Regions from separate parts of the Mus musculus genome. Here regions 2, 3, 4, 5, 6 and 7 are each linked to region 1. A link is a contact called in public HiChIP or PLAC-seq and promoter capture Hi-C data. All regions are on one chromosome and are shown on one strand. The core of a region is the stretch at or near the end of the contact, and the rest is flanking DNA. Distances in the headings are between cores, read along the strand shown.

Evidence for each region. Promoter capture Hi-C pulls out the DNA fragments that hold promoters and counts their contacts. HiChIP or PLAC-seq counts read pairs in DNA pulled down with a chosen protein or histone mark.
Region 2: an H3K27ac HiChIP or PLAC-seq map of embryonic stem cells shows a contact between it and region 1, with 5 times the contacts expected there. The contact joins the promoter of Arih2 here to the promoter of Smarcc1 in region 1. A contact is called at or near these places in 2 of 39 promoter capture datasets (the C10 cell line and pre-B cells), 2 of 484 Hi-C or Micro-C datasets (B cells and embryonic stem cells) and 4 of 115 datasets of contacts at active chromatin or transcription factors (astrocytes, embryonic stem cells, extraembryonic endoderm stem cells and 1 more).
Region 3: a contact with region 1 is called in a promoter capture Hi-C map of liver, with 3 times the contacts expected there. The contact joins the promoter of Prkar2a here to the promoter of Smarcc1 in region 1. A contact is called at or near these places in 4 of 39 promoter capture datasets (cranial neural crest, frontonasal cranial neural crest, liver and 1 more), 1 of 484 Hi-C or Micro-C datasets (bone marrow-derived macrophages), 1 of 115 datasets of contacts at active chromatin or transcription factors (astrocytes) and 1 of 9 other capture datasets (macrophages).
Region 4: a promoter capture Hi-C map of pre-B cells shows a contact between it and region 1, with 7 times the contacts expected there. The contact joins the promoter of Ip6k2 here to the promoter of Smarcc1 in region 1. A contact is called at or near these places in 3 of 39 promoter capture datasets (hippocampal neurons, liver and pre-B cells) and 1 of 115 datasets of contacts at active chromatin or transcription factors (astrocytes).
Region 5: a contact with region 1 is called in a promoter capture Hi-C map of pre-B cells, with 7 times the contacts expected there. The contact joins the promoter of Nckipsd here to the promoter of Smarcc1 in region 1. A contact is called at or near these places in 7 of 39 promoter capture datasets (the 3T3-L1 cell line, embryonic stem cells, erythroid cells and 3 more), 1 of 484 Hi-C or Micro-C datasets (embryonic stem cells) and 3 of 115 datasets of contacts at active chromatin or transcription factors (astrocytes and embryonic stem cells).
Region 6: a contact with region 1 is called in a promoter capture Hi-C map of pre-B cells. The contact joins the promoter of Slc26a6 here to the promoter of Smarcc1 in region 1. A contact is called at or near these places in 3 of 39 promoter capture datasets (3T3-L1-derived adipocytes, cranial neural crest and pre-B cells).
Region 7: a contact with region 1 is called in a promoter capture Hi-C map of pre-B cells, with 4 times the contacts expected there. The contact joins the promoter of Pfkfb4 here to the promoter of Smarcc1 in region 1. A contact is called at or near these places in 6 of 39 promoter capture datasets (cranial neural crest, hippocampal neurons, liver and 3 more), 1 of 484 Hi-C or Micro-C datasets (B cells) and 1 of 115 datasets of contacts at active chromatin or transcription factors (microglia).

The regions. Positions count from the first base shown.
Region 1 is chr9:110,130,743-110,133,314 of GRCm38.p6, forward strand. Smarcc1 (SWI/SNF related, matrix associated, actin dependent regulator of chromatin, subfamily c, member 1) reads left to right here and starts at 1,282. Exons shown (of 28, transcript NM_009211.2): 1 at 1,282-1,566. The coding sequence starts at 1,375.
Region 2 is chr9:108,648,109-108,650,680 of GRCm38.p6, forward strand. Arih2 (ariadne RBR E3 ubiquitin protein ligase 2) reads right to left here and starts at 1,300. Exons shown (of 16, transcript NM_011790.5): 1 at 1,121-1,300.
Region 3 is chr9:108,690,845-108,693,416 of GRCm38.p6, forward strand. Prkar2a (protein kinase, cAMP dependent regulatory, type II alpha) reads left to right here and starts at 1,299. Exons shown (of 11, transcript NM_008924.3): 1 at 1,299-1,868. The coding sequence starts at 1,613.
Region 4 is chr9:108,782,521-108,785,092 of GRCm38.p6, forward strand. Ip6k2 (inositol hexaphosphate kinase 2) reads left to right here and starts at 1,292. Exons shown (of 6, transcript NM_001379600.1): 1 at 1,292-1,350.
Region 5 is chr9:108,807,109-108,809,680 of GRCm38.p6, forward strand. Nckipsd (NCK interacting protein with SH3 domain) reads left to right here and starts at 1,272. Exons shown (of 13, transcript NM_030729.4): 1 at 1,272-1,546. The coding sequence starts at 1,376.
Region 6 is chr9:108,852,758-108,855,329 of GRCm38.p6, forward strand. Slc26a6 (solute carrier family 26, member 6) reads left to right here and starts at 1,286. Exons shown (of 20, transcript NM_134420.4): 1 at 1,286-2,077. It overlaps Celsr3 (cadherin, EGF LAG seven-pass G-type receptor 3), which reads left to right. Exons shown (of 36, transcript NM_001359572.1): 36 at 1-212.
Region 7 is chr9:108,990,624-108,993,195 of GRCm38.p6, forward strand. It overlaps Pfkfb4 (6-phosphofructo-2-kinase/fructose-2,6-biphosphatase 4), which reads left to right and starts at 1,279. Exons shown (of 14, transcript NM_173019.5): 1 at 1,279-1,489. The coding sequence starts at 1,393.

The sequences.
Region 1 (2,572 bases), core at 32-2,531:
ATTGGCATTACCCGCTGAGCCATTTCACTGCCCTGCTCCATTTTGTTGTTGAGACAGGGTCTCTGTATGTAGTCTTGGAACTCACTATGGTAACAAGCTGGCCTAAAAGTCAGCGACCTCCTGAGTGCTAGGATTACTACCACCCAGAATTAGGTATGGGTGATGTATGTGTGCCACAGTACACAGTCAGGGTGTAACTTCGTGAAGAATTTCACCTTCTACTTTTATGAGAATTCTGGGGTTCCAACTCAGGTTGCCAAGCTTTTTAAGAACTGAGCCAAATACATAACCTGAGACAACTAGTCTCTTTTGTTTGTTCAGGCAGGGAGGGTTTCCTGTAGCCCTGGTTGTCCTGGCTTTCAAGCTCTATGTACATCAGGCAGGCCTGGAACTCAGAAAACCTCCTGCTTCTACCTTATGGGATTAAAGGCGTGCACACTACATCTTCTAGGCTATCTCCATTTTTTTTTAAGGTCTATAAACTCATCACACCTCCTCACTTGGAGCTTCGTGAACATATCATGTTCACGTTTCCAATACAGCCAATACATTGTTTACAATGTAAACTTTCAGCCTTCATATAGCCTTCAAATGTAGATAAAGCGTCCAGTTCCCAACGCGGATGATAAAAACACCAGGTTGAAGAGAGAGCTACAAAAAAAACCGTTGGGTAATTGTGATCACTTGTTCACTCAGGGACTGGTTTTCTGGAATACTTTTAAAGTGATGAATTTGAGAGAGTGCGAATCACAAAGGAAGATAATGTCCAGGTCGCAGAAGTAGCTGGAGCTAGGCCGACTAAGCAGAAACCATCTGATGTGGTTCGAGAAACATTAATGAAGCCCCAAGAAAGACTAGGTCTTTAATGCAGGTCCCCAAACCGACGCGGCCTCCGGGACTAGCAGGAATTGCTTACTAGCGCTCGGGGGCGGGTACGCGGGGGGGTGGGGTGGGGTGGGGCTCGGCTCGCACTGCACACCCTAGACCGCTTTTTCTAGTAGAGATACAGAACCTCCTTGAGATTGTTGACCGCCTAACGAATAGACAAACGGGGCCCGGAAGAGTCATTCGTAGTGTCTACCAACAGCAGAGGCTGAGGCTCAGTTCCGAGAGACCAGAGGAAAAGGCGGGCAGCCTCAGTCCGTAGGGGACTACCGGCGTGCTGCGCATGCGTACGCCCGCTCTCAGTGCCTGTTCGTTGCAGCTTTAGGGTCCAGAAGGGGCGTGGCCGCGCCTCGGCGCCGGAAGAGGGTTGGCTGGGCGGGGCTAGGAGGAGGAGGAGGAGGTGGCATCTGCGCGCGCGCGCGCGGGTGCGAACGGGAAACGCCGCGAGGGCCAGGCTAGGCCGGGCGGTAGACACGACGGACGGTGACTATGGCCGCGACAGCGGGTGGCGGTCCGGGAGCAGCAGCAGGCGCCGTGGGTGCAGGGGGTGCGGCGGCGGCCTCCGGGCTGGCCGTGTACCGGAGGAAGGACGGGGGCCCGGCCAGCAAGTTTTGGGAGAGCCCGGACACGGTGTCCCAGCTAGATTCGGTGCGAGTCTGGCTGGGCAAGCACTACAAGAAGGTGGGTTCGCGCGCGCCCGTGGGGACCGAGGAGCCACGCGACGGGGGCTGATGGTGGCTGCCCGCTTCGCATGTCTGGGGCCGCCCCTCCCCCCCCCCCTCCGCGCGCCACGAGGGACAACAAAGGCCGGCTCGGCGCTTGCCACGCCCCCGCGGGCGACTAGGCACGCGGCGACCTGGCCCCAGCTGCTGGCTCTCTGGGGCCCACGTACTCGCGTGGGAAGCCCCATCTCACTCTCTCTTATGTGCAGGAGAGGTGGAACTGGACAGAGTCGCAGAGCGTGTGTTTCTGTTCTTTTGTTAGCTGCCTTAGGTGTGTGAACAAAGAGCCCATCCTAATAAAAGTATCTTGAAGTTTTGTTTAGAGACCAGTTGTTGAGCGTCTAGGTAACTAAGGGCTTGCTACCCTATGTGGATTAGTAGGGGACCTTGGATGACTGGCCTTGTGGATTCATGTAGGTTTAAACCTTGTATTGTACAATTGATATAGAACTATTAAAAGTGTTGGTTTTCCACTTCATTGTACTTTAGGTGGTGTGTAAGGATGTGAGTACAAGCGAGAGTTAGGTTTTTTTGTTTGTTTGTTTTGTTTTTCGTAGCCCTGGCTGTCCTGGAACTCACTTTGTAGACCAGGCTGGCCTCGAACTCAGAAATCCTCCTGCCTCTGCCTCCCAAGTGCTGGGATTAAAGGCATGCGCCACCACACCTGGCGAGAGCTTAGTTTTTATCATATATATATTTTTTGCAATGTTAATTTTTTTGGGAAAAGTGTGTTTCCCGTACTTTAGAATGCAAATTCTGCTGAGTCAGTTGTTTTACAAAAGTCGTGAATTAACCCTTTGTTGACACTTTAAAAAGAATTACAACTATTTACTTTGGAGGGGTACACACAACTCCTGTTTTCATGTCCACTTAAGCAAATCAATTCTCCTCGAACACCATACTGGTCCAGGAATTGAACTTAGATACTTTTTTTTTTTTCAGAGACAGGGTTTCTCTGTATAGCC
Region 2 (2,572 bases), core at 50-2,549, 1.5 Mb before region 1:
TTTGAGCTGGTTTCCAAGACATGGCCACATACAAAAGGATAAAGACCTTTTAGTTTGAAGTTGACAGGAACACAAAAAAATTGGCTAGTCGCACAGATGTTTAACTCCAGTTGTAACACTTGGCCCTCAGTAGTCATTTATTAACTACATTTCGAAGAAAACTTCTTGGCTGAAAAATATGAATCAGCAACTTGTTTAAAAACTCAGCAGCATCCCGGGCGTGGTAGTGCAAGCCTTCAATGCCAGCACTTGAGAGGCAGAAGCAGGTGAGTTCGAGTTCGGCCCAGTCTACACAGTGAGTTCCTTGACAGCCATGACTATGTAGACACTGTCTAAAAACAACCAACTCGACACCGCATCTGTCCTAATAATGGCAGGTAGCCGCCGATTACATGGAGTTATTGAAAGTTAGTTTACTTTTAAAAAGTCAAATGTAGTTTCTCAGATATACTAACTACATACATGTCAACACGAAAGCCGTGTGTGGCTTAATGGCTACCATACTGAACAGCAAAGGTCTAGAACGTGTTCGTCGCCGACAGAAAGTTCTACGAGACAGAGTAACAAACAGAAGAACTAAGGCGAGCTCGTCCGAGAACACCACCGCCTCTCTTGAGGCTAGACCAGTGGCGTCGGGCGTGACCGGTCGCACGTCTCTGCGAGGCGCCCCGGTCTTCGCGCGGACACGGAACCCACGCGCGGGGAGGCCCTTTCCCAGGACGGGCGTTAACAAACAGTGCGGCTGGCGCTGCCAAAGCTCCCAACCACCAGAGAAACGGGGAGCCTCCGAGGCGGTGCGTTCGCCTGGAGCGCCCAGAAGGGCAGGCCCGAGCGCACCCGAGCCTCGCGGGCCAGAGGCCCTGGCCTCCGACCTCTCGGGGAGCTAAAGAGCCAACGAGGAAGAGGAACCCAGGAGAGACGCCAGGCACCCGCCGGCGCGGGCTGTCGCCTCCGGGAGTGCCTATCAGTCGGCGGGGAACGTCGGGACCTGGGACGGCCCGGCCTCGCAAGCGGCGGCGAAGGCGGAGCCCGGACCGCGCCGGCGAAACGCGCGGGGATCCCCCCCCTCCCGGCGGCCAGTCAAGAGTAAACAAGGCCTCGACTCCCGCCGCGCACTTACCGGGAGCCGCGACCTCGCGGCCGCAGAGCCCAGGCCGGCCGGACCAGGTCAAGCCAGACCAAACCAGGCTGACGGAGGCGTAGCGGCAGCGGAGGCAGCCGGCGGACGCGGCTCAGGCCCGCGCAGCTTCCTCCGGCAGAGCCGTCCCCCGCAGCTCCGGAAGTGTTCTGCGCCGCGCGTCACTTCCGGTAGGGGTCGACCTGCGGTCGCCCTGGAGGCTCCCAGGCTTCTGACGACTGCGTAGTCGGTTGGAATCGCTTCCTCACCATCCTCTAGCGAGAGCCCCTGGGAGGAACTACTGAGCGTTCGCTTTTGAAGGAATGATGTAGGAATTTGTTTCCTGCGTTATAGCCTACCAGTGTCTTTATTCGATAGTTAGTTTTAGGTTTTCTTGCGTGTATTTTGTGTGTGTCGCACGGCTCGCGTGCAGAAGAGGTCAGAGGACAATTTTCCGGGAGCAGTTTTTCTCCTTCCACCATGTGGGTTTCGAGGATCAAACACTTGTCAGGCGTGGCAGTAAGCGCTTTTTACCCACTGAGCCATCAGACCCTTAGATGAGGTATTTTTAGCTTTTTTTTTTTTTTTTTCCCCTGACCAGACGTCTACCCACTTCACTGTTTATACTCTGACGAACAGCGTGAGAAGACATTCTGGCAACACTGGAGTAGGTTAAAAAGATCATAGTTTCCGGGCAACTATGGTTTGACATGAGCCATACTCGGAATTTCTACGTACGTTAGGAGGAAGTTCTGGCCCATGAGCAATCAGACTTTAGTTTCTCATGACACTATCCCCCTAGCCACCCACTTCTCCGACTTCCACTCACCTTCACGACGGGTATTTTTTGTTTGGTGTGGTTATATTTAGAAGCAACTCACTATATAGCCAAGGCTGGTTTGCCTTGCTAGATTACCAGACCCAGAGATTCATACATCGTAAGTGTTTCGCTGCACAACTTCTACCCACGATATAGACTGCATTAGGACTCCAGTCACCAAGTTCTGGTCACCAAGCCTTGTTGTGGACTGATAGGAGGCTCGCTCAAGTAGCAACTCCATCGAGATGTTAATTACTGGAGTGAAGCCAGAGGCACTGTGAGGTAAATCAATGTTCGTGCAAATCTGTAGATAACCTAGTTCTACCTTTTCTGGAGTGTATGTATTGGTATTCAAGACACCCGGAAAAGTGAGGCAGAAAGAAAAAAGACCGTGTAATAGCCTCTTTTATGTAATTCTTGGAAAAAATATAACTGAAGAGACTTGGGAGTTGGCTGGGCCATTAAGAGCTCTTGCTGTTCTCTCCAGAAACCTGAGGTCCTTGCCCACTATTGATAATGTCCAGGGGATCCGAAGCCCTCTTTGAACCTCTTCCGGCACACACATACTTGTAAACAGAAAATTAAAAAAAAAATTTTTTTTTCTTTTTTGAGAAAAGTTCTCACTATATATCCCT
Region 3 (2,572 bases), core at 49-2,548, 1.4 Mb before region 1:
TCCTTCTTCATTCATTCATTCATTCATTCAGTCTTCACAAGTATGCTGTCAGTGCCTCCAGCCAGCATGCTGGATACTGCTTCGCCGCCACTCAACATACATTCAGGGACACATAGCTGTTTGTAGTCTCAGGTCTACCTAGCTTACAGCCTGGACTGGCCCCTACATTGAGTACCTCAGTAAGGTGTTCCCCTGTCACCATACACAGCTCAGTTCCCAGCAGCCTGAGGTTTTGGGTTTGTGCCAGGCCTTTATGGGCGGTGCTAGTGGAGATCTTAATTAATACTGGTTAATTACCAGGTGGTGCTTAACAATCCCAATACCCTTCAGGTTCCCAAGCTCACGAGTTGCTGGCTGGTTCCGGCAGGGAGAGGGAGAACAGTATTCTCGCTGGCTCTTTGGCCAGCACCTAGGCTGGATATTCCAGAAAGGTCTGTAACTTCTTTTGTTCAAGTTTGGTGACAGGAGGAAACAAGTTGAGGAACAGCAGGTGCCTCTCTAGTTCACCTCTGCCCTCTTCCCAAAGGCAAAAGACAACACGGTCTGTGGTCTGCTCAACTTCACCAAGTAGTGTGGCCCAGGGTTGAGTGGGGAGGAAGGAGGACTCTAAGTCTAGGCCTGAAGACCAAGATGGAAGTGTCCAAAAGGAGGAACAAGCCCCGAGGTCTGTCCAGCTCCTGGCATTATTCTGCTTTCTTACTGCCCACAATCGGCTGAGCGAGCTCTTTCAGGGTTATTTCTCTGCTTGAGGCTCACAAGTGACTATCTCACTGAAACTTTTACTTCCTACAAAGCCTTCCCCCTTTGACATCTCACGACGTCATATTAGACTCCTTAGGACCTCAGGCAGTCAGGCACGCATCGTTCTACCTGTCAGTCAAGGTGGTTCTTCTGACTTGACTAGGTCTTTGTTCCTGTTGTACAGGACTTTCCTCCAGATCGTTCTCTGGGCAAACCTGCTCAGTACTTTAGGCTTAGCATTAATGTCGTTCCCTAGAGTAAGCCCTCTGGCCCTCCACTAGAGCAGGGGTCAAGGTGAGGTGGTCCTGTGTCACTTCAGTGACCCTGGCACTCCTTTAAGAGGCTCGCAGCATGCTCCGAAAGCATGAGTGAAAGGTTTTTGTGACCAGGCGAGACGCACTAACCAGCCCGCCTCGCAGCCGGGCCACTCTTTCCTCATCTCCGGGGCCTCCCGCACCTTGACCATGGGCTGCTCCGAGAGCGGGAGGCTCAGCGGCGCACGCGCACTCTGGGCCAGCTCCTGGCCGGGGACGCGCACGCCCGCGGCCGCGTGCGTCACAACCCGGGCGCCTGCCGCGCCCGTCCAGCTTGCCTGCCCGGCGGTCCCCGCGGCGGCGGCGGCGCGGCGGCGGCAGCGGCGGCGGCTGCGGCCGGGTGACAACAGCAGCGGCGCCAGGCTGGCTTGCTAGCGGAAGGGTCGCGCGGCCCGCACAACAAACTCAGACCCGGCCAGAATAAGGCGCGACGCGAGGAAGGCCGAGACGGGCCGCGCGGGAGACCGCGGGCGCGGAGTGACAGGCCGGCGTGAGGGAGCGCGCAGGTTGCAGCCGCCGGCCGCCCGGACCCGCCGGGCCCCTCGGACGTCGCAGGCATGAGCCACATCCAGATCCCCGCGGGGCTCACGGAGCTGCTGCAGGGCTACACCGTGGAGGTGCTTCGGCAGCAGCCGCCCGACCTCGTCGACTTCGCGGTGGAGTACTTCACACGCCTGCGCGAGGCCCGCCGCCAGGAATCAGACACGTTCATCGTCTCCCCGACGACCTTTCACACGCAGGAGTCCAGCGCAGTCCCCGTCATCGAGGAGGACGGGGAGAGTGACTCGGACTCGGAAGATGCCGATCTGGAAGGTAGGCGGGCGGGGCAAGGCCGAGGTGCGATGTGGGCACCGAGTGAAGGGTTCAGGGAGGGACCCGAGGGCCGACCAGGGGTGCCCTGGGCTCGGCTCCCGGCCTTACCCTGGGCCGAGACCCGAGAGCTCTCCAGCCCAGCTGCTTGGGTTCCCCGGCGTGTGAGCATTCCAAATTGAGCTCCGCGGTTCTCTGAGCCCGAGCGTTCACGGAGAGTGATTTGTCAGATTCTGCCTTGAATGAAGCGTGCGCGTTCTTTGGTCCGCGTGGTGGCGCGGAGCTTGAGTCGGTCCCGCCAGAAGCTGCTCTGCCTCTTTGCCTTAGACCCCATAGCCTGCTTGCTTTCCGAAGACAAGAGCACCAGCACCCGGCAGCTCGCCCCGAATAAACCGGATGATCATTTCATTTGCAAAGAATTCCGTTTTGGAAGAGTTATTGCTGAAAACTGTTGGAGACGAGGCCGATCGCCTTGATTAAGCAGGAACTCAGTAGGTAGTTCAAGCTGACCTCGAACTTGGGGTCAACTATCTACCTCTGCCTCAATGAAAACCTTATAAGCATACACATAAGAGGAACGATGAGCTGAGCCCCTCCCTAAATGCTGTCACTCACATTCAGTAGCTGAACCTCCTCCCCCAATACTGCCTGCCGCTCACATTCAACAGTTATCAATATTTTCACTATTGTTTTACCTATATATATAT
Region 4 (2,572 bases), core at 42-2,541, 1.3 Mb before region 1:
CTGGGCCTCTCGGTTCATGCCTGTAATCCCAGTAAGAGGAAGGTTGATGCTGAAGAATTGCCTTAATTTTGAGGCCAGCCTGGGCTACAGAGAGGGATCTGGACTCAATTAGTTAATATTTTAAAAACAAAACCACGACCCGGGGTAAGTGGGTATAGACAGAGAGGAAAAAATGTGAAAAAGAAAAACTAGACAGAACTGAACACAGAGCCATGAAGGCCTCAAGGGAAGGCGATTCCAAGAGGAACCTGTTGGTAATAGGAGTTTCTCTTGTCCACCTTTAGAAAGCAGGGATTAAAAAAATCTGTTTACTGCACTCACTGCAGAGTGTAGGTGCTTAATAAATACTTCAGTTTTAAAAACCTATGAGCTACATCTTTGCTAATGCCCAGGATGCAGGGTTACAACTCTGGCATCCTTTACAGAAAGGCCAATAGCCAAGAAGGAGGTCATCCCATGCCCATGGTTCCCATCGTGCTCCTTGCCTTTCCTGGCTGCGCTGACACTCGTTCACTCATGCAGGAGACCTTCTGAATGACACAGGCTCCAGACAAAGGAGTCTTGGATGAGCTCTATGCTCCAGACCTATCAATTTACCGAGGACCCTATACATCCCTCTGATCAGACTTCTATTGGCTTTTATCTTGTCTGTCTGTCCACTCATCTGTTCACCTGTCTAAACATTTTTTAAAAATTATTATAGTGTGTGTGGTGTGAGTGTGTGTTTGTGAGTGAGAGAGAGACAGAGACAAAGAGCCAGAGAGAAACAGAGCAACGGCTTGACCTGTTGAGCCGTCTTACTGGCCTCCTATAGAGCCATGTATTTGTCTATCGTCTGTAGTCATTCTCTCTGTTCCCTGCTGCTATCCCTTTATCCATCTTAGCGACATGTAGTTCTGTCCATCCATCTGCTAGGTTGACCAGCTTTGCAGTTTATCACAGAATGAATACTGGCCTTGACATTCCTGTATCCTAGGAAACTCCCCAGTGCGGGGCAAACCAGGACTGTCTGTCCATCCACCCTTACCCTAGGCATCCTGCAATCGATCCATTTGGCACACAGCCCATCAGTTACTTCAACTCCAGAACAGACTGGCCACCCTCCTCACTCAGGACAACGCCCCGCCTCTTCCCGCCCCTTGCCCATTCAGGAAGCCGCCCCAAGCGAATCCCGGCGCCCTAGCAACAGTCTTCCAGGCCGCCCAGTCCGCTTGCGCGGCTTCGGGTGCGAGCCAATAGCGAGGGGCCCTGGGAGCGAGGTTGGGGGGCGGGGCTGAGCGCGGCCGCAGCCATTTTGGTGGAAGAGAAACAATAGGACGGAAGCGTCGCGGGACTGGGCTGTGGCCGCAGGTAACGCCCGCCCCGCCCGGCCCGTGGCCCTGTCACCCCGGGGCTCAGGGGAAGAGGTTTTCGGTGCTGGTAGCGGCCGGGCTCCGGGATCCCTGGGAGGCTTGGGTTTGTGAAGGGGGTCCTATGGCTGTCATTGAGAAGCGGTCTCCCCCTTTTTTTGTGTAGTCATCCCTTCCCTATTTACGGGGGGCCATTGTACCTTGCAGTTACTGGGGAGAGTAGCGTTGCCCACCGAGACGGGGCAGAATCTTCCCCCCGGCATTGGAGGGTCTCCCGGAACCGGGGGAGGGGAGGGGGCGGGGGACGACGACAGTGTCTTTCTCCGGTTTTGAAGCGGTCTCCCTGGGTCTTCCGGTGGAGGACAGGATCTCTGGTCTCACAGAGGTCCCCCGGCCACGATCTCCCTGGTCTTTGAGGATGGGGTCTTTATCTTTGGATGGAAGGGTCAGCCCGGATCCTCAGGTACTGTTGTTACCTGGGCCTGCAGATGTGCAGCCATTTTGGGTGTTGAACGTCAGTTGTGCCAGTCAGCTCCTCTTTGATCCCGGAAAGGCGGGGGAGAGGGTGATCTGCGCATCCAACCTTATTGGTTTTTTTTTTTTCCCCTTCTTCTCCTTTAAGATCTTAAAATGGATCAGAAGGTGTCTTCTTTTTTCTTCTTCTTATGCTGATGCTCCTACCACGAGTGGGATTTTATTCATATTTGATAACAAGACTGCATCTATCTTCTGCATCCTTCCTAATGACTTGATTCGTTTTTAGGATTTTAATTTCTATCAAATATCAAGAAAGCTGTACTAGCGGGAAAATGGGGAAAAATGTAGGAACTGGTGAAATCTAGGGCTCTTCTTACACGCGAAAGGAAATAGAGCTAGTCATCGCATGTAAATAAACATTTTGTTAGCAGAAATGTACATAGAGCAAGAACAAAATAATTTCGAATATTTGTAAGAAAAAGTACTGAAGGGATCCAGAGGCAGTGGGAGGGGGATAAGAAGGGACCAGGGGGATGGATATGGTCAAAATACATTGTATACATGTTTGGAATTGTCAACTAATAAATATTTATGAAAATAAAAAGATCCAAAAGAAAGAAGCCCTGGCAGTTTTGAAACAGCAAATATGATGCAGACAAACATTTTGAAAAATTTAAAGGACCTTCCTTGTTGACAGCATTGTTGTTGATTTTCAGTATTTAAAATGTTTGCTGTATTTGCACTTT
Region 5 (2,572 bases), core at 22-2,521, 1.3 Mb before region 1:
TTTCAGGCCAGTTGGTGCTGCTAGTGTGACCTTGTCTTTAGGGGGAAAAAGCCAGGTGTGGTGGCACCTGCCCTAAGTCCCAGCATTTGGGAGGCAAAGGCAGATGGATCATTGGATTTAAGGCCAGCCTGGTCTACATGGTTCCAGAACAGCCAAAACTACACAGTGAGACCTTGCCTTGGAACATTGTCTGATGGTGTGTATATCCTGTGCTCCTTAGATTAGTGGAGAGTATGCAAGGATCCTTTAGGCCTTCTTCACTACGACCGAGGGATGCCAAGGATTTCAAAGATGTGGATGGCTAGGCTGAATATTAAACTGAAGGTCAGGGATGCTTTTTCTTTCTTTGAGACGGATTCTTACTATGAAGCCCAGGCTGGTCTTGATCTTGGCTTTCTACAGCTCTGCCTCCTGGATGCTGGGATCATGCCACCATTCAGAACTCAAAACATGCTTTTTAAACCTCATGTGTTCAGTCCCTACCCTATCAGCCTTCTGCCCTAACCATTTTTTTTCCCCAGTGCCATTTGTGATGTTGGGGCAGGACAGGGTTGGTAACAGACAGCCTTTTAAAACAGGAGATGCATGTATACACGCAGTTTGATTCGTTATGAGTAAATATGACCTTAGGTCATAGACTTAAATCCTTTTGTAACAACAAAAATGGCAAAAGGATAGTCATTGACAAGTTGGGGCGTGGTCCAGAAGGGAGTGTTCAAATAGAACAGATGCAAGACTCAAGATAGGAAAGAAGCCAGTATATATGAAGGGAGTGTATATGTGGTGGGTAGCAAAGATGCATTCTGGACAGTACAACCTGGTTTTGTCCCTTGCCCTCCACACTTGTCCACCACCTCAGCGACAGAGTAGGGACTTTGTACTAAGGCACTGTGAGGCCTAGATGCGCTGGGGAGACCCCTCCCCAGAAAGAACTTCCAAATGTCTGATCAGGATTCCTCAAAGCAAAACACCATATCCCCGTCCCCAGGGACGCACTGGCTATAAGCATCCTTCATCAGGAGGTGGGAAGGAACGCAGCGCTTGCACCTGAGCTGGGAAAGGAGGAGGAAAGCCAGGGAGAGGGAGTTAGGACCCTAAGTCAGCTGACTGGAGTCTGAGGCCTGAAGGAACTGGAGACTCCCACCCCGCCCCGCCAAACCTCTCTCGGCCGCGAGGGGGCGCGGCGCTCCAATACTGGAGCCGACTCGCTCCTGGGGCGGGGTTCCGGCGGTCGCGCATGCGCACGCGCGGCGTGTCACGGGGCGGGGCGGGGCAAGCGCCGGGCGGCGCGGCACTCAGGGCCTGGCTTCCCGGCACCGCAACCTTCGTCGCGTACCCAGCCCCGGCGCTTCGCGGCCCGGCCCGGCCCGGCCTCATGTACCGCGCGCTGTATGCGTTCCGCTCCGCGGAGCCGAACGCCATGGCGTTCGCTGCAGGCGAGACCTTCCTGGTGCTGGAGCGCAGCAGCACGCACTGGTGGTTAGCAGCACGGGCGCGCAGTGGCGAGACCGGGTACGTGCCGCCTGCCTACCTGCATCGCCTGCAGGTGAGTGTGTCCCTCCGTCCCAGGCCTCTCGACCGAACCCCTTCACCAGCACGCAGAACCGATCCAGGAAGCTCAGTCAGATTCTTCGGGACTTCTACCAGACAAGGAGGTTGAGACTCTGACCTTAAGTCCCAAGAGCCGTAAGGACTGAGACCCCTCCGGAAGGGCCGTCAACACCCACCCGAGACTAGGCCTTTGACATTTAACCGCAGGCCCGTGAAAAGCTTAATTCTGGAACAGGGACTCTCTGTCATCGATAATCAGAGCCTCCATCTGCATTGAATTCTCGAGCTGGATCCAGAGACTTCCAGTCCATTCATTATCCAAGTCCCTTAGACCTCCAAACCCTATTCGTTCCCCTTTCCTGAATCCCTAGGATGCCCATCTCCCATCAATCTGTAGCCTCCACCTTTAACTGTAAAGATCACCGTGCCCACCACTGACTGTGCCACCTCATACACCACCTGTTTCCTCAACCACCCTCCAGGTTCTTAGTCCCCACCCCACCCACACACTTGGACCCCAGAGCCACAGGCATTCCTGTCCCTTATGCGAGTCCCAATTCCTGTAGTATCTCTGTATCCCGAACCCGCCCACCTATCAAGCTCTCCCCAAGGACAATTCCCCAACCCTTCAGGAACCAAGGCCCCTGGCCCCTGCTGATAGACAAGGTTCCCTGGCACAGCCCCCACTTCTCCCAAGCCTCCACTCCTGACTTCTCTGGTTTCCTTCCTCTGAAATCTGGGCGCTCCATCCTGGAATGGGAGCTGTCCACACTGTGAGGAAGTGAGCCTCCTTCATGGTTTCCCGTTCTGAAGATGGCCTGGTCCCCTTCCAGTGGAGCCTGCTCCAGTTCCTGTTTGCTCAAGAGTAGTCCTGCTGCAGTGTCTCCAGCTAGCCTATTCTGACTGCAGGAGGAAGGGGACCCAGGGCAGTCTGGGCTATTCCAGACTCATAGTCCCTAGCTATGGAAACATCCTGTCCCAGCCCAGTTAAGGACAGAAATACTGTGATAAATTTGGAAAT
Region 6 (2,572 bases), core at 36-2,535, 1.3 Mb before region 1:
ACCAGCCAGGTCCCCAGCTCTCTTTACCCAGACTGACCCCTGCCCTTGAAGGGCTGAGAGGCCTGTCGGTTGGGAGAGTGTCCTTGCTATGTCCTAGGTTCTGTAGATGCCCGTCTCTGGGGTCCCCTTCCAACAGTGGCCCTCTTTCCTGTCTGTGTAAATTGTTCCGTGAAGCCGCGCTCTGTTTTGGGAATAAACTTCTATAGAAAACACTTGTTCCTCTTTCTGTCTCAGCTGTTGAGAATACTCACCCAGGATGACCTTTGTAGGACTCTGAGCTCTCCTCCCTCCAAAATAGCCAGTTATTTTTAGCCCATTTCATGGGAGATTTGGACCAGGTTCCCATTTCTTTCTGAAATATGGCCTCTCACCTTGTGACTGGAGCCTGAAGTTGGAGCGCAGGAGCTGCGCCAAGAGAAGCCACTTTCCTGGTCTAGGCAGTCATATGAGGGTTTCCTTAATATCCAGAGGCTGACATTTGTGGCCCTGCCCATTAGTCACCCCAAACCTAGGCGTTCCCACTTCAGTTCCTGCTTACCCACCCACACTCTGGCCCTTACTGGTCTTTTCTCACTTGGATCAGGCCAGAGCTTCCAGACCTGGAAAGGATCCTGAGTGCTCCATTTCCAGTCTAGGCAGCCAGGTGTGAAAGTGAAAGGGGGGGGGGGGGCTTAAGAAGCCACCCATGGTGACAAATACCTTTGATCTCTTCTTTAATCCCAGCACTCACTAGGCAGAGGCAGGTGGATCTCTGTAGACAAGTCTGGTCTACAGAGAGTTCCAGGACAGCCAAGGCTAAACAGAGAAAACTTGTCTGGAAAAAAAGAAATGGAGGTGGGGTGGGGCTGGTCTTGAGGACCACTGTGCCAGGTCTCAGAAGGAAAAATCTGAGGGTGATACTCACAGCTTGGTGGTCCCTGAGAGACCCTACAGGCCTAGATCTCCCACAGTTGAGGCTGGGGCCCCTGGTTGCACACCTAGGCATCCAGATCGGTCAAGAATGTCTCCTCTGCATAAAGTGGGGACCTTCTACAAAGCATACAATTAGGTCCAGCCACTTAAGGGCACAGAGGCATAACATTGGCCAAGCGTAGCGCTGGGCCTTCGTTCCAGTCCTCCAGTCTCAGCAGAATGCTCCAGCTCCCAGCAGGTTAACAAGAATCGCAGGCAGGGACAGAAGCTAGGCCGACGGGAAGGAAAGGGTTAAAATTTTATTCTCCGGGCTCGCCCCGCCCAGAGAGTATGACTTGGATTCCACCCCCAGAATTCTGATTGGTCTGATCTTGCACATCCTAGCGGTGGAGCTTGCGGCCGGCCAAGTTCTGGGCCTGGCGCCACCTTCTAGCCGGTAGTGGCCTCCTGGGGGAGCTGTTTGAAAAGCGGTACACGAGTTACCCTCTGAGGGCCATGGGACTTCCCGATGGGTCCGGTGAGTTGCAGGGCGCTGCCCAAATTCCGCGTGCCCGCGAAGCGCTAGTAGTTCTGTGACTCCCGGCCTGGGTCAATTCAGGAAGGGAACCTCCAAGTCCCCGACAGGCATTTCCCGTCTGCGGAGCCTTAGTTTACCGCCTTGCCGATTTTCCGAAGGAGGTTATCCATCAACAGCGAGGGATGGGGGCGGGCTCTGGCGCGACCCCAGCTCTTGAGGGTTGTACTGAACGTCCCTGGAGTGCTAATAAGGGCGCTGCAGGGAAGTTGCTGCTTACCGAGGAGTCCTGGCACGGGAGGTGTGCCAGCTGGGCGCGTTGGGACTGGGAGAGAAACCGCTGCAAGACAGGCTCTAGCCAGGCGGTGGACCAGCCGCGGCCTGAGTCGGCAGGGTACTGTTCACATTTGTCGCTGCCGGCCCTTGTGCCCTCCCAAAGGGAGGTGCCAAGCATCAAGGCTCCGCCCTCCAAGGCGCGTGCCGCCTGGTAAGGGGAGGGAGCCCTTTAAGAAGACTTGAGAGATCTTGAAGGAGGGGAGAGGGGCCGCTGAGATCTCCTGGAGCCCGCGGTGCAGAGAATCTCTGAAGATCTTCCTTGCGTCTGCACTGCTCCCTCCTCCATTGGATACCCAGGTTAGAGAGTCTTCCCAGGTGAGTTCCTACCCCTCTGGTGGGATTCTCTCCCCTGGTTATAGCCTCTCCTAGATCAGAACTCACAGGTGATATCTTTCCCACAGGCTAGCCCCTCCCCCCTGCCCACTCCAAATTTGTTTCCCCTGAAATATATTTATAGAGAGCTGCATTCCATATGGAGGCACCCCCCCCCCAGATCAGAGTTTCTTCTGAGAGACCCCCTCAGATCCTATTCTCTGGTAAAGTCTCCCACTTCCGAGAGAAGTGCCTCTCCAGAGAAGTGCCTCCCGATGAGAGATTCCCACACCCCCGGTCAGAACTTGCCTGGCTGGTGAAAGCTTTCAGGGCAGAGTTCCCTCCAGGTTGGATTGGCTTCCAAAAGCTCCTGTTCCCAGGTGAAGTCTCTCTACTTCGAGTGGGAGCCTGTCAAAACTCCCTGGAGGTGAGAGCTTCGACCCTGGAGTCTTGCTGGACCCTGTCCTGAAACTGGAGGGCAGTATTGCTTACAGACCT
Region 7 (2,572 bases), core at 29-2,528, 1.1 Mb before region 1:
ACACCACCCCTCACTGGCCTCTAAGGGGTCATGTTCACTGGGGGTCGCCCAGCTGGAGAATTCGTTCATATGGTACCACTTTAGCCCTTAAGCCTGAGCTGCCAGCCCTGGCCCTGGGCCCTTGTCCCAGTACATTTTCAAAGGCAGAGAGGGAGGTAATATAATGAATGAGAACGCCCACATGTTTTTAAACAGATTTCTGAGGCTGACACATTTAATCTGTACCACAGTCTTGTAAAATTGATGACGTCTGCATCTCATTTTCCTGATGAAGAGACAGAAGCTCGTTAAAAAAAAAATTCATTATTAAAACACTAATTGGGGCTGGGGTTAGCTTACTTAGCATACACAAAGCCTTAGGTTCTCTAGGTTCGATTCCCTGCATAAACTCTGTGGAAACACTGGAGCTTGGAAGGTGAAAGCAAGATGAGCAGAAGTTCAAGGTTATCCTCAGCTACACATTAAGTTCCAGGACAGCCTGGCAACATGAAACCAGCCCTTCTTCTCCCCCCCAAAAGAAAGAAAAACCAAACAGCAATAAAATTATAATTGGTAAAATATAAATCCTGGGAAGAAAATCAGAATACTGCTTAGTGAGACCCCAAACAGCTTGTTCATATATTTCAGAGATTTAGCCTAAATTCCCCAGCAGCCAGGCCAAAACATGGTCGATTTTGAGATGTATTCTGTGTTTATGTCCCTAAGAGAAGGGAACTTTTTCTGTGTGGTTGAACAAGTTGTTCTTGTGGACCCGGGAAGTTTCAAGGCTAAAAGCAACCGAGGAGGAACGAAGAAGGTCCAGGAGGGCGCAGCGGTGGTTGACTTCCAGGGCAGCAAGTCAGTCATTAGAGCCATTCAGGGACAAGTGCCACGCTGGTCCAGACTATCCGGCTCTGAGGATCACGCAGGCCTGCTCAGCTTCTCCGTACCCTTCTCAGTAGGCGACTGTGAGGTCACATTTCTCAAGGGAGTAAGAGGCCACACAAGCTTTGGGGCAGGGCTGCAGCACCCTGGGCGGGACCATGAGTGGGGCCTATGCATATAAGAACAATCTGGTTGAGTACAGTAAACTTCACATCCGGGGCGGGGTCTGCATAATCCGGGTGTCAAAGGTAGCTAGTATTGAGCATGCGCGTTATCAACTCTGGTTTGACGGATGGGGCGTGCTTAGTCCAAAAGAAGCTATAGTAAAATTGGGCATGCGTAGTCGTAGGCCAGTGCCTCTTTAGTTTGGGTGGAGCCTATTAGTTCTGGGGCGGGCCTGCGAGAAGATTGACAAGAGTTGGAGCCGCTAGAGGGTGGGCGGGGCCGGAGGGGCGGGACCTCGGGTGGCCCGAGGTGGCCCGGTTGCTGGGTGAGTAGCAGCGCAGTCCGATTCATCCCAGCCCAGGGATGGCGTCTCCACGGGAACTGACCCAGAATCCCCTGAAGAAGATCTGGATGCCGTACAGCAATGGCAGGCCCGCTCTGCACGCCAGCCAGCGTGGTGGTAAGACCGGGGTCCTAAAGGAGAGAGAGAAGGTGAACCCTGATGGGTGGGTAGACGGCCTAGACGAGGGTCTCGAGTGAAAAGGCAGGAGACTGGTAGAGAAGCAGGCACCGGTGAGGCTATTGTAACTGGTGGGCGGAGTCGGGGACAGGTGAGAGGCTGAGAACAGGTGAGCGGGAGTGACCGTGGTACCGTGACAGTGGCCCGCAGAAGTGTGGTGAAGCAGGAGTGGGGACAGATGTGAGGGGACATCTCAGTCTGTTGGAGACTGGGTCTGACCCAGTGGATAGGCACCGACCCGAGCTGTTTCCAGTGCCTGTGTATAGAAGAGGACTTCGTTTGTGGCCGTGGCTCTTTACTCTCTCCTGGCCACAGAGTGGGCTAGCGGGAAGTCTGGCTGGAAACTGAGTTGTGTAGCTCCAGACAAGGCAGTTGGCTTCTTTGAGCTGAGAACTTTTGAAAGCCTAGCCATGGGCTAGTTAGTAGTCCTCAGGTACCCCTTGGTTTTAATGCCAAAGTTTTAGAGGAACTTTGGGGGAGTACAGTTGTCAAGATTTGGACAGTGGGAACGGCACACCATATGGACCTATATCTGTGCCCCTGGATGTGGAAGCACCCACTTGAGTTCACTGTTAAATAACTGCACAGGAGAGTCAAACATCAAAGAACTATGCTGGAATTTGTGAATTGCGAAGTGACTTACCTCTTCTGGGATCCTGAGTGTTCTCATCTACTTCCTTGGCTTTTCTGTTTGTTCTTGAACGAGTCTGTAATTTTTTATTGACAGGGAAAAGAAAAAAATTGTTTTATAAGTAACTCAAATATTGTAATGAATTTGCAGCTTGGCAAAGACCTCAGAGAACATCTCGTACAACTGGTGGCGCAGATATGGAAATGGAGATCAGGCTGTTGTGTGATGTGCCAGGGTCTCCGTGCATTCCTAAAGGCTGCTGTGTGTGATAAGGGAGGGGAGGGTCCTCTACGCTTCTGTGGCCAAGGCCAGCCTGAGGCCACGACTTTGACCATTACCATAATGAGAGGGGTTGGGAGTGGGGAAGGCGTGTGTTATATGATCATGACTTG